Regions from separate parts of the Mus musculus genome. Here region 1 is linked to region 2. Evidence: chromatin contacts called from public Hi-C data. All regions are on one chromosome and are shown on one strand. The core of a region is the stretch at or near the end of the contact, and the rest is flanking DNA. Distances in the headings are between cores, read along the strand shown.

What was found. A called contact is a pair of places that touch in the nucleus more often than the background predicts.
Region 1: a Hi-C map of double positive thymocytes shows a contact between it and region 2, with 4 times the contacts expected there. The contact joins two enhancer-like sites. A contact is called at or near these places in 3 of 39 promoter capture datasets (the C10 cell line, the HPC-7 cell line and cranial neural crest), 1 of 15 datasets of contacts at CTCF or cohesin (embryonic stem cells), 49 of 484 Hi-C or Micro-C datasets (8-cell embryo, the AML12 cell line, B cells and 29 more), 12 of 115 datasets of contacts at active chromatin or transcription factors (T-cell acute lymphoblastic leukemia, astrocytes, bone marrow-derived dendritic cells and 4 more) and 2 of 9 other capture datasets (macrophages and pancreatic islet).

The regions. Positions count from the first base shown.
Region 1 is chr6:34,190,153-34,196,255 of GRCm38.p6, forward strand. No RefSeq gene overlaps it. Among named protein-coding and RNA genes, the nearest start is that of Gm32533, 4.0 kb to the right of the region's middle. Within about 2 kb of position 3,794, at least 25 of the 459 cell types and tissues checked have an H3K27ac peak or open chromatin away from gene starts, as enhancers often do. A contact at or near this core is called in T-cell acute lymphoblastic leukemia and double positive thymocytes, where this site is marked.
Region 2 is chr6:34,036,995-34,042,957 of GRCm38.p6, forward strand. It overlaps Lrguk (leucine-rich repeats and guanylate kinase domain containing), which reads left to right. Exons shown (of 20, transcript NM_028886.1): 3 at 2,314-2,395. Among named protein-coding and RNA genes, the nearest start is that of Gm38786, 10 kb to the left of the region's middle. Within about 2 kb of position 4,072, at least 27 of the 459 cell types and tissues checked have an H3K27ac peak or open chromatin away from gene starts, as enhancers often do. A contact at or near this core is called in T-cell acute lymphoblastic leukemia and double positive thymocytes, where this site is marked.

The sequences.
Region 1 (6,103 bases), core at 2,544-5,043, 150 kb after region 2:
TTATGAGCTGACAGAGACCATTCTCACTATACATTATAGTCATCAACCAAAAGAAAGCAACACAGGCTTGCCCACGGGCCAGTCTGGTGAAAGTACTTTCTCAGTTGAGCTTCCCTCTTCCAAGATGACTCTAACTTGTGTAAAATAGACTTGAAACAGTCTGCACGACCATATCTTTGGGTAGTTATCCTAAGGCAGAGGTTCTCAACCTGTGGAACATGACCCCTTTGGGGATTGTATAGTCTATATTTTGCATAAAAGATACTTACCTTATGATTCATAACAGTAAAAAAAACTACAAGAAGGTTGAACAGCATATGAGATGCATTCAGATTTTGGTTGAAATTTATTTAATGATTAGGAGGATTAAACATCTGTTCATTTACTTATGAATCAAATATTGGTCACATACAGAAATATCTGTTCAAATTGTTCTTTGACTTTACATTTAGAAGCACAGTAAAGAACAAATTCTTTAGGTTGATGGTGTCTGAACTCTGATTAGTCTCTAAGCAGCAGAACTAAAAGGAGCAGGAGGCCGTCTCAGAACACCCTTCACTTGACACTTGCCCTAGTGTGTTAACCTTTTATGTTGATGAATCTTCTTATTTTTTCTTTGCTAAAAAAAAATCATAAATTTGCTCATAATTCAACAGTGCAAAGTCAAAAAGACATAAAAATGTAATAGGTTTGTCTTAGGGTTTTACTGCTGGGAGCAGACACCATGACCAAGGCAAGTCTTATAAACAACATTTAATTGGGGCTGGCTTACAGGTTCAGAGGTTCAGTCCATCATCATCAAGGTGCAAGCATGGCAGCATCCAGGCAGGCATGGTGCAGGCAGAGCTGAGTTCTACATCTTCATCTGAAGGCTGCTAGGAGAAGACTGGCTTCCAGGCAGCTAGGATTGGGGATCTTAAAGCCCATGTCCCAGAAACACACCTACTCCAACACATCTCCAAATAGTGCCACTCCCTGGGCCAAGCATATTCAAACCATGACAAGGTTAAAATTGTAAGCCCTTCCCTTGAAACTCAACAACTCAACTAACTACCTTCCTTACATACTTCTGCCGTTCCTGAGTTTTGTGCATTTCTCTCATTAGCTAATAGGCAGAGATACATTTTTTAAACACAAATATTTTTCCTTAATCTGTCTTGGAAACTGTTCCATATTAGCCTGGTGATGGTTCCATATTAGCCTGGTGATGGTGCCACCAGCTCCTTTGGCTTTCTAGACATCATCTTACCGTGTAGCCTTAGCTGGAACTTGCTGTGTGAACCAGACTAGGCTTGAATTGCAGCAAATCTTCTGGCAAGCCTCCTACCGACCTCTGTCTGCTGTGTGCTGGGATAACGGATGTGAGCCACCACACCAGGTCCCGCGTTTCTCTTCTTAACATCTGAAAGTGTTCGGTTCGTGGACGTGGCATCTTCTATTCAGCCACATCCAAGGTCTATTCTCTTGGATGTTTAGGCTCCCCAGTGTCTTGCCATAATGAATGCCAATATGTTGAATAGCACTGTATTCTTAAGCAAACTAAATGGGTGTGTCACCAGAAAATTTGGAGAATCCCAACTCAGCCTCCAAATGATACCAGGAAAGTGAGGGTCCCTTTTTGAGATTCTTAGTCTCATTAGTAACAGAGTTTAAGAATAGACTCTAATGGAAGATTGAGCCCAATTTATTAGAGTCTAAAAGGAAAAGCCTAGAGCAGGTAAACTGTCAATCTCACAGTTGCCTAGAGGTGGGGGGAGGGAGGGGAACGGAGGCATAGTATGGAAAAGAGAAGGAAAACAACAACAACCATATTGTTTGAAAAGAGGGGAACAGAGGTCAGTCACATGGTTGGAGGGGAGCTTTAGAGAAAGAGTAAGGAAGCCCAGAGTTGTGGAAAGCCGGTACGTGCTGCGAGCAATCGCATGTGTGCCGCCAGTAATCTCTGAGGAGAGCTGTGTGTGCCGCGAGCAATCGCCATTATAAGATGGCGTGGGCCTCCGCTGTGCCTAACTAGTAAACAAGCTTTGTACGCAGGTGCAAGAGTGAATTCACTCCTAGTCACTCCCATTCTCGGGGTGTAATAGTGGGGTGATGGGCAAGCAACGAATCGGGAGCTGTCACGCCATATCAGGTGCTGAAACGTCACGCTGCGGGTTATAAAAGCAGCGCCATTTTCCCGGTTCGGAATCTTCCTGAGAAGCAAGCAATAAAGCTTTTGCCGCGGAAGATTCTGGTTTGTTGCGTCTTTCTTGCCGGTCGAGCGGGACGCAATACAGAGTATTGAGGAGACCACAGTGGGCTCTGACCAGCATCCGAAAGAAAAAGACAGACGAGATGGGTGGGGTGGGGGAAGTGGGGATGGGAGTGGGGTGCAGACCCACAGGAACCTCACAGGGGCTCACAGGGTTGCCCCTAGTGTGGCAAAAATTCTGGGAAGAAAATCTATGTTATCCTCAGAGGAACCCTCCCACCTAGGGGGCGTTTCTGCCTTGTTAGATTAACTGGAGAAAAGGTCACTCCTCCACCTAGAGATAGAGTCCCGTGTTTTATTACAGCAGGGAGACAGCAAGCCATTTGTTAGCGGTAAAGCTAAGCGAAGTTAATCACCTCACCTATGTTTGTGTTCCTCACAAGTGTTAATAGCATTAATTCTCTCTCCTCTCTCCCTGCCCTTCTCCCTCTCCCTCTTCCCCTCACCCCCGTATGTGTGTGTGTCTGTGTGTATACATGTGTGGGCATATGGTGTGTGTGAGTGCACACATGTACCGCGGCATACTTGTGGAGGTCAGTGGCCAGCTCCAGGTGCCTGGATTCCACCTTGCTTGAAACACAGTCTCTTGTTCCCGCTCTGCAGGCCTGGCTAGCTGGCCTGAGTTTTGGTGGAGTCTTACTCTGTCTCTCATCCCTCAGTAGGAGGATGCTGGGAATGTGTGCTACCTTGTCTGTTTTTTTCCATGGGTTCTGGACATTGGAACTCAGGTCGTCATACAGGCATGGTAAACACTCTGCCCACAGAGCCATCTTCCCAGGCCAGCAATAACTTTCAAAGATTCTCAAGGCCAAGTGTAAGGGAGTAGATACTTTACCCAAGACAGGAGTGGTGGCAGCTGCCTTTGACCCCAGCACTCAGCAGGCAGAGGCAGGAGGATCTCTTTGAGTCTGAAGACAGCCTGAGCCACGTAGAGAAAGCCTATCTCAAAAAGAAAAAAAAATTAGTCTTGGAGCTGGAGAGTTGGCTCAGTGATTAAGAGCTCTTACTGTTCTTGCAGGTTCAAGGCCCAGCTCTGTGACTTCTGGAAAACCACCCATATATACAAAATAATAAAATAAATCTTTAGAAAATATAAAAAACAACAACAAAGCAATAGTTTAATACTTGTGCACAACAAAATATAACACACTATATACCATAAAATTGCGATTATATACCATCAAAATGATTCTTTAAAGATTGAATGCCACTAGCAACGAGCTCATGCTAACTGAGGAAGAGTTTCCCGATCATAAATCTATTTTAGAACTGAAATTCATTGTACTGAAATCACCCTGAGTGAAAACACCCACACCCTCACCTGTTTGAGCGAATATTCAGTACACTGAGCACAGCTGAGTATGTTGCGTACTCACCTCGGGCAGTTTTGGGCATCCGTTATTAGTGGGGTGGTCCTTACTAGGCTATTCAACCAAGCACCCCAGACCACAAGCCCCCATTCTTCCAGGAAGCCTGCACTGCTGGATGGTGACCCATTCATGCTCCACCACTGCCCTCTAGTGTCTGGTATGCAATCCCAGCCTAGCATTTACCAGTTTTCTCAGCACAGCTAATGCTCTCTCCATGAGAGCAAGGATGACATTCTGCCCCTGTGTGTGCTCAGCTCCCATCATAATGCCTAACTGAGATGCTCACACATAAACATCTGTATTGTGAATTCATCTCTAACCAAGCAAACGCAGGGAACGGATAGATTCCTAGGTTCCATCATTAAGTTCTTCTAACCCTCTCTGTACCTTTTATTTTTGTCATGTCTCACGCTATTGCTGTGTTTATTATGTTTATCCTCTTGGCCTCTGGCCATCGTCCTTTCTATCTCTCTGCAGCCTGAGCACGTAAGACGGAACTTCAAAATAAGTGAGGGGCAGAGGTCTCCATGGCGTGTGTCTATAGCTTTAGTGATAATCTTTCTTGACAGGCAGGCTGGAAATTCAAAGGCATATTTTGTTTCCCTTTCAGCTCCTGCCTTCTGAATTGAGTTGTAAGTCTGGTGAAAAAGTTACTGCTATTTTGTATGTCTGCAAATCTCACGAAAAGTCTGGCTATGTGGCCAGCCCAAGCATAGGAAATAGAGGGATGTACATTACAGTGTAAGAAATTAATGCACGTTTATTGAAAGGCATAAGAATGGCCCAGAGCATGCCACCATTGGCTTTAGTAATGCTGGCAGAGGTGTAAGCCCTTGTTCTGGCCCTTCTGCACAGCTTACACCCCCTCGGGAGGGATTGTTCATGCACTATCGAGTTTATGGATGGAGACGGTGAGGCTTACAGGGATCAGCAGCTTTCCAAACCTGGCAGCAGGTTGTGAAACTTTCGAAAACCCAGATCTGTTTGATTCCAGTGGCTACATTCATGACAGTTCTAACTGCTGGCCCAAGCGGCCCCTGGCCTCATCATGGCTGAGACTGTCACCCAGGAATCTGGCAAGACTCCTCAATGCACTCCAGCTTGTGGGCTGGTCCCCACCTCCTGCTCTTTCTTGGACAAACTGCTCTCAAGCCATGCTGGGTTCCTTTTGTGACAGCGCCATCTTGGCTGGGAAGACTGGGCTTCTTCTTTCTTTTAATTCTGTGCTTACTATGTTCCTTCCTCGGGGAAGGTCTTTCCTGAGCACCTGAAGTCAGCCTGCTCTGATTTCTTAAAAATGACATTGATAGTCTTAAAAAAAAAACTTTATTCATTTTTATTTTAAATATATATGAGAGTTTCTCTGCATGTAAGTGTACCATGCAGTGCTTATAGACACCAGAAGAGGGCAGCAGATCTCCTGGAATTGAAATGGGAGGCAATTGTGAGCTGTTGTGTGGGTGCTGGGAACAGAACCTGGACCTCTGCTAGAGCCACAGATGATGTTAACCAACAAGTTGTTTCTCCAGGCCCAACCCAATTCTTTTAATTAGTTCTTATGGATAGTCTCTCCCATTTGGTAGTAAGTACCAGTAATTTGGGGTGCACTTCTTATGCCCAAACCTGTGCCTGGCACACCACACCCAGTATCTCCCTGTGCTAGCACATTCATTCCTTTATTATATGTCAAAATTCTTAAAGCTGACATGTGTTGAACAGCACTCCCATGCTTGGACCATGCCAGATATTTTGCACTGTGGTTGCATTTATTAGTCTGCCCTGGCCATATGAGATATATTGGATATATGGTATATATGGTATATATAGGATATATGTGTGTGTGTATATATACATATAAATAACATTACATTATATATACAATATATACCCCATATACCACATATATTGTATATTTTATTTTATATACATATACATTATATACATATACATATTTATGTATAAAACAAAGCTAAGGAACATTCTTCCCCCGCCCCCAGTATGAGAGGCTGAGCAGAGTCGGAACCACGTAACCCATCTTGCTCCCTGACTTGATTTTTCCTACAGAGCTCTCCGAGTCTTCTGAGTTCTTTGTGACAAATATTGTCTCCTCTTTTTTTGCACTGATGGCATTTTGATAAGTTATTACAGACAGCGACAAAACTGGATGTGGGGCTTTTCAGTGCGACCTCCTAAGGGCCAGGCCAGGCGATTACATAACCCGAAGGTTTTATTCGGGGCCCTTCAGATCTCTTACTCTGACAGACGGCTTGTCAGGAATAAGTAACTTGGGGTGCGAAACGGCAACTGCGTGTTCCAGCCCACTTTCCGGTCATGGAAAAGCCTCCCACAGATTTTTGCTGATGTGCCATCAGGATTTTTGGTTTTCACATGTAGCGTTTGTAACTGCCATCCTTGAGCTGTTCGCTAGCTGCGGGTGACATCAGGGTGCTCTGGGCAGGCAGGTATCAGTGTCCCCAAGCCT
Region 2 (5,963 bases), core at 2,822-5,321:
GTCAAGAAGTAAGTAGCTCTGAGCTGTCTTTTATTTTCATAAAGATGCCTATCATTAAAGCAAAAAAAAAAATCTATTGTTACCCATCAATTTTCAAGATTTCAACCCTCGTCAGCCAATAGCGCAGGGTCTTGGCTCCACTTTGACTGTGAGGGGCTGCAAGAGCTGACCGCCAACACTGCAGCTTCTCTGCTGTTGCCCGTAGTCCTGGAAAAATAGTTTAGTTCTTTTTGCTTCCATTAGAAAAAAAAAAAAAAGTCAAGGGGTTGGTGCAATGGCTCATGGGTAAAGTGCTTGAGGTGCAAGTGTGAAGGCTGGAGTTTGGATCTTAGTCATGCTGGTGTGTCAGCCTGGTCAAGATGAAATCCTGAGCTCCAGATTCAGGCAGAGAGGCAGCTTCAGTATACAAAGTAAATGCAAGTGAGGAAGACAGCTGATATCGAGCATGCTCACACTCACACACACACACACACACACACACACACACACACACATACACACACACACCCCTCTTATACACACGTGCACCCATACCTGCACAACTGTGCACTCTACGTGTACTTAAAGAAAAGCACATCGAACTTTTACTATAGCTTTCTGGTTTGCTTCATTCCCAACGGAAAGGGTGTTCTGCCTTGGATTTGAACTAATAAAACACCCAAGGACTAATGAAGTGTGGTCCCTGGTGCTGGCTTCATAGTATGTCCGTCAGCATATGACTGCCATAGTCTCTATCCCCAGCAATGTCTAACCTTCTGTGGGTGTCCCAGGCACTCAGGTGTAACGTCCGGTGAGTGCCCTATACACACAGCACTGTGTGAACCATTGAAATGCTGTCATTCTGGCAGCCAGTACAGCCCCGTGAAGGGTCATTTCCACCAATAGTCAGTCTACTTACGTATGTAGAGCTATGCCTTAGGTTGGTCTGCCAACAAAAGCAACCCTTTGAATCTTATTTCAGCCAGAGGGAGGGAGCTTAACTCACTTTGCCCCTGCCCTCCTTACTGTTGAGAGATTACATGTTAAGTTACTTGGCCTCAAAACCCTGTCTCAATGAGTACACTTTCTGGCTCAGTATCTTACTCATGCTATACATGATAATACAACAACAACAACAACAACAACAATGCATTATTATTTATTTGACTCCTCTAATTACTTGCATACATATCTTCTCTCCTGCCAAAGTCCTACATTCTTAAAGGCATGGCAAAGCTCCACCCCTCCCTGTTTTCTCATCACCATGGTGATGTACACAGTGGGCACTCAATGCTGGTTTGCCACTTCACTCCCCACATGAGAACCTGCTTTCAAATGACTCCCTATTAGAGTCATTTTGTAGTTGTTGTTTATTTGTTTTGTTTTTTGTTTTGTTTGTTTTTTGTCTTTTACCGCTTGAGACAGAGTGACATGAACCACTTGTCTAAGTCTCTATGCCAAGGGATCAGATTCCCTCCTAAGTCCACCTGAACTTCCTTTGAGTACCGTTTTCAGGTATGAATTTTGGACAGAGACTCCGCAGAGTCGGATGCTGCGGCTCCCCAGGGTGCTGTGTCACTCCAGGCTTAGCCACACGCCTCTCTGTGCTTCTTTCTGCAGCGTGTGTTAGTGATAGCCTCACGGCATGTGATGTCCCTTAAGACTTCATTTAAACTCCCAGCGTTTGCTTTTCTCTGGCTGGATGAAAATGTGATCTTTATTGCTATAACTTTTATTTCAAACTCCGCCTAACAGTTCTCACGAACTGTTTATCTTTTCACCAGATTTGCTCTTGCTGATAACACTAATTTCTTACGCTGATAAATTATTTTTTCTTCTTCTTTTTGAGTCAGGGTCTTATTGGGTAGCCTTGGTTGCCTTCAGACTCACAGAGATTCACCTGCCTCTGCCTTGATTAAAAGCCTGCACCACTACAACGACAGACTAGTGTTTCTTCTGAAAGAATACTTTCTTTTGGTGGGATCTGTAGTCTACTTTGGAGTCCCATTAGTAGAGGGTCTTAGGTTTCATTTCTCTCTTCTATACTTTTTTTTGTTTTGTTTTGTTTTGTTTTGGAGACAGGGTTTCTCTGTGTAGCCCTGGCTGTCTTGGAACTCATTTTGTAGACCAGGCTGGCCTCGAACTCAGAAATCCGCCTGCCTCTGCCTCCCGAGTGCTGGGATTAAAGGCGTGCACCACCACCGCCCGGCTCTTCTATGCTTTTGAAAGAAATTCCGAATTTCTTTCCACCAGTGTTGTTTCTAGATGTTGCAGGAAGGCTCACACAAACAAGAGTGGCCATATTTAAGCCCCTCTCCCTCTTCGTCCCCTCAGCACTGTGAGTTGGTCGACATCAGCATTCTGTGTGGCTATGTCCACCTGCAGAAGTTGAATCTTTCGGGAAACAGAATCGAAGGTACGTGACTGTCGCTTGAGGAGACTGATCGCCGAGCTAGTACAGAAATCTACAGGCTGCATATGGAATTTAATGTAGTTTAATAATACTGAATTTGATGTAAGTGATTTGTAGATCAATTTACATATTGATTCATTGTTGTCCAGGGAGGGAGGCAGGGAGGAAGGGAGTGAGTGAGGGCAATGCCGCCCCCCCCCCCCCCCCCGGCAGACTGTTTGATGATGCCTTTTATTTGTTTTTGTTCATCTCTCATACATCATATCCGGACCGCCATACCTTCCTTTTCCACAGTCTCCTCCCCTCCCCTCCCCTCCCCTCTCTCCCAGGCCCATCCCCCTTGGCCTCCCCAAAGAAAAGATCAGGCCCTCCCGGTATGGACAACACCCTTCAGCTGTATCAGCTCAAATGGATCAGCCTCCCCCCCCCCACCCCCCCCCCACCCCCCGCCTTTGGCTTGCTTTTGCGGTTCCATCCTAGCTAGCTCCTCCTATTTTTAATATCTAAACACCAGGGCTTCCCAGAGTCATTCTTCCCCTCCCCATGTGCTCCACCACCAGCTTTTCTGACCACACCGTCTGCAGGTCCATGTATTTATCAGTAGACTCTCCTTCTTCACACTTAAGGAATGTAGTCCTGTAACTGTCAGGTTTTCTTCATAGCCCGGTTCTTGTTTCTGATTTTCTGATCTTTGATGGAACTGTGTCCATTTTTTCTGTTAGATTCCTAGAGAAACAAGCGAATACTTATTTCTGACCCGCTTTCTCCACTGAGTGTCTTTCTGCTTGCCTCTTGTCTTTTACCTGCCTTAGCAGAAACCCGTAAGGCACCGACAATGGTCTCTCCATTGCAGTTCCCAGCCCCCCTCAGCTGACTCTGATAACCAAAGTCCATGCACTGAGAGCTGGGAAGCACTGTGCTCTTTCAGGTAGCCCTGCTCAAAAGCCTGGTTTGTTGTTTTTCAAGTTTTAATAAACTCACTTTAGGAAACTGCAAACAAATGCATGAGCCGAGAAATGTCTGGGATGAGTACTGAGGCTCCGGCGTAACAAGTGTGACCCTCCCTGTCCCTCTTCCTCCGTGTTACTTCAAAGCAGATCCCAGACTATGAGACGATCCACCCATTAGGAAGGCATTTTAGTGGCGCAGTGGCCTGCCCACCCGATGCCTCCCAGGTTGATTATGCTCTGCCCACCCCATGTGTCCAAGGTTGCTTTTCCACCTTTACTGAAGAAATTGCAGCCTCGTGAGAGGCTCCGACTGTGCTGAATGCCAGAGACTTAGCTCCATGCCCTGACGCTCACGCCACACTTCTCTCTGTGAAGACCACTCCTCTGGTTCTCCATGACCCACTGTATTAATTCATCGGGAGTCTGAGAGTCTGCCACGTGTCAGGATTGCAGAATGGTTTTGTGTGTGTGTGTGTGTGGGGGGGGTACTGACGTCAGTCTTACAAGTATCCTGAGGTAGACCACATTTCGACTTTCAACAGACTCACTTGTGCTAGAGTGGGAGCCGTTAGGACACAGGTTGCTGAACCCCACCTGCAGAGTTTCTGACTCAGTGGAATTGGGGGGAAGGGTTGAGAATTTACATTTGCAGTAAGTGAGGGTGAGGCCAATACTGCTGGTTTAGAACCCTTGGTGTAGACGCAAGGTGCTTCTGCCATCTGGTGGACAAAGAGGTTACTGCACCAAGGAGGGACGACATAGAAGTTAGCAAGCCAGGGACTGTTTCTGTCACAGTGTATGAGTGTCTGTATGTGTGACAGTGAGTGACTGTGTGAGTGTCTTATACAGAGTATGAGATATAGTTACCATCTCGTTGTATCTGTCCAAATATTAGCTGATGCTTCTACTCTAAAACAGATATCCATGCGACTGGCATTAAGGATGAACCCCAGCAGGAGTTCAGGCTCGGTGGAAACTAATAGAATTGAGACAACTTTTAACAGACATGCAGCTGGCTGCAGAATGGGCAGGTTATGGGCTGATAGGTTTATGGGCTGATAGGTATAAACTGTTAAGTGTTTGACTTCCCCATAGGGTTTGTCTCACAGGCAACCTTCCTTGATTGGCCTGTTGACTTCTAACAAAGTGCTAATACCCAGTGAATTACCTACCTCTTTGAGAGGTGCTCGCAACTGCAGTATTGTTTGATCCAGAGAAGTGAAGTAGAAGTTGGTGAGATTTTCTGGCTTCCCAGACTCTTGATCAGGCATATTAACTGGCTTTCTGTTTTGGTGATAAATTCTATGACCAAAGCAACTTACAGAAGAAAGAGTTTATGTTAAGGTTCCAGAGGTTTAGAGCCCATAGTGACAGAGACATCACACAGCAGGCATGGCAACCGCAGTGGGAGCTGAGAGTGGAGAGCTCACATCTGGAACCTCAGGCAGGAAGCAGAGTTGACTGGGGATGGTGTGTGGCTTTTAAAACCTCCAAGCCCTCCCCCAGTGACACACTTCCTACAGCCAGCCCCACCTCCCAAACCTACCCAGACAGCCACCAGCTGGAGAACGAGCATTCAGACACCCAAGACTGGGGGGAATATTTCCCACTCAAACCCTCACAAAATGTAGGATGGCAGAGCCATCTCTCACTGCCCGCCAATCCTGCCCAAGACAGCTGGTATGCCCGCCTCTCTGCGTGTGTCTGTGTCACTTGGCCTGGCTTTGCCTGCGGTTGGCACGACTGTCCTTGATTTGTCGTTTCCTTCAGACTGAGAGAGAAAGAGGGTGCTATCACCACACCTCTTTCTGGTGGAGAACAAGTCTCTTATACAGACAAGGCTAGAACGTCTACTGTGTGGATTCTTTCATTCTGGTGCCCAGGAATACTGGGCTGCAACAAAGAATGGCAAACGCTGGCTCCCAGCCCCAGCTCGCCTGTAATTCCGTTACACGTGAACTCCGTTAGCGCAGAGTTCTCCTTAGCGTCACGTTTGGGGCTACCTGCGTGGGATAAAATGCCGAGCTCAGATGTGAGTTTGAACCAATCCGGAGTCAAGGCACAATAACAAGCAATGCTCTAAATCACCTCGAATAATTAATGAGATTTAGGATTAAGTCCAACTACAACAAAATTGAATTTGCAACTGAGACTTCCCTAATTGTGGTATTTCCAATCTTCTGAAAAGACCTAATTCAGTCATTTAGGAGCTAATTATCAAGAGGATTATCTAAGGCTTTACAGTCTCTCATCCCTTCCTGTAAGGCTGGTAATATTTGAAGTCCTCAGGGGTTAGCAGATTGTGGGAAAAATAAGCGGGGCCATGCAAGGGGCTGCAGCCACTGGCTACCCGGGCATCCTAGAGATACAGGAGATGGAGGGAGTGGGTAGGGCCTAGAGGAGAAAGAGGAACCACTGGTTCTTTAAGTCAGCTCAGATTGTGTTGGGTACTATTAGGACACATCAGAACAAAGTGTGCCCTGTGGTTCCTCTACCTCTTATTTACCCTCTGCCTTCCCCTAGACCCCAGACGTGCCTGCTTTGGTCTGTCCTACACTTTAAAAAGTACTTCACGGGATGGAGAGATGGCTCAGCGCTTAAGAGCACTGACTGCTCTTCCA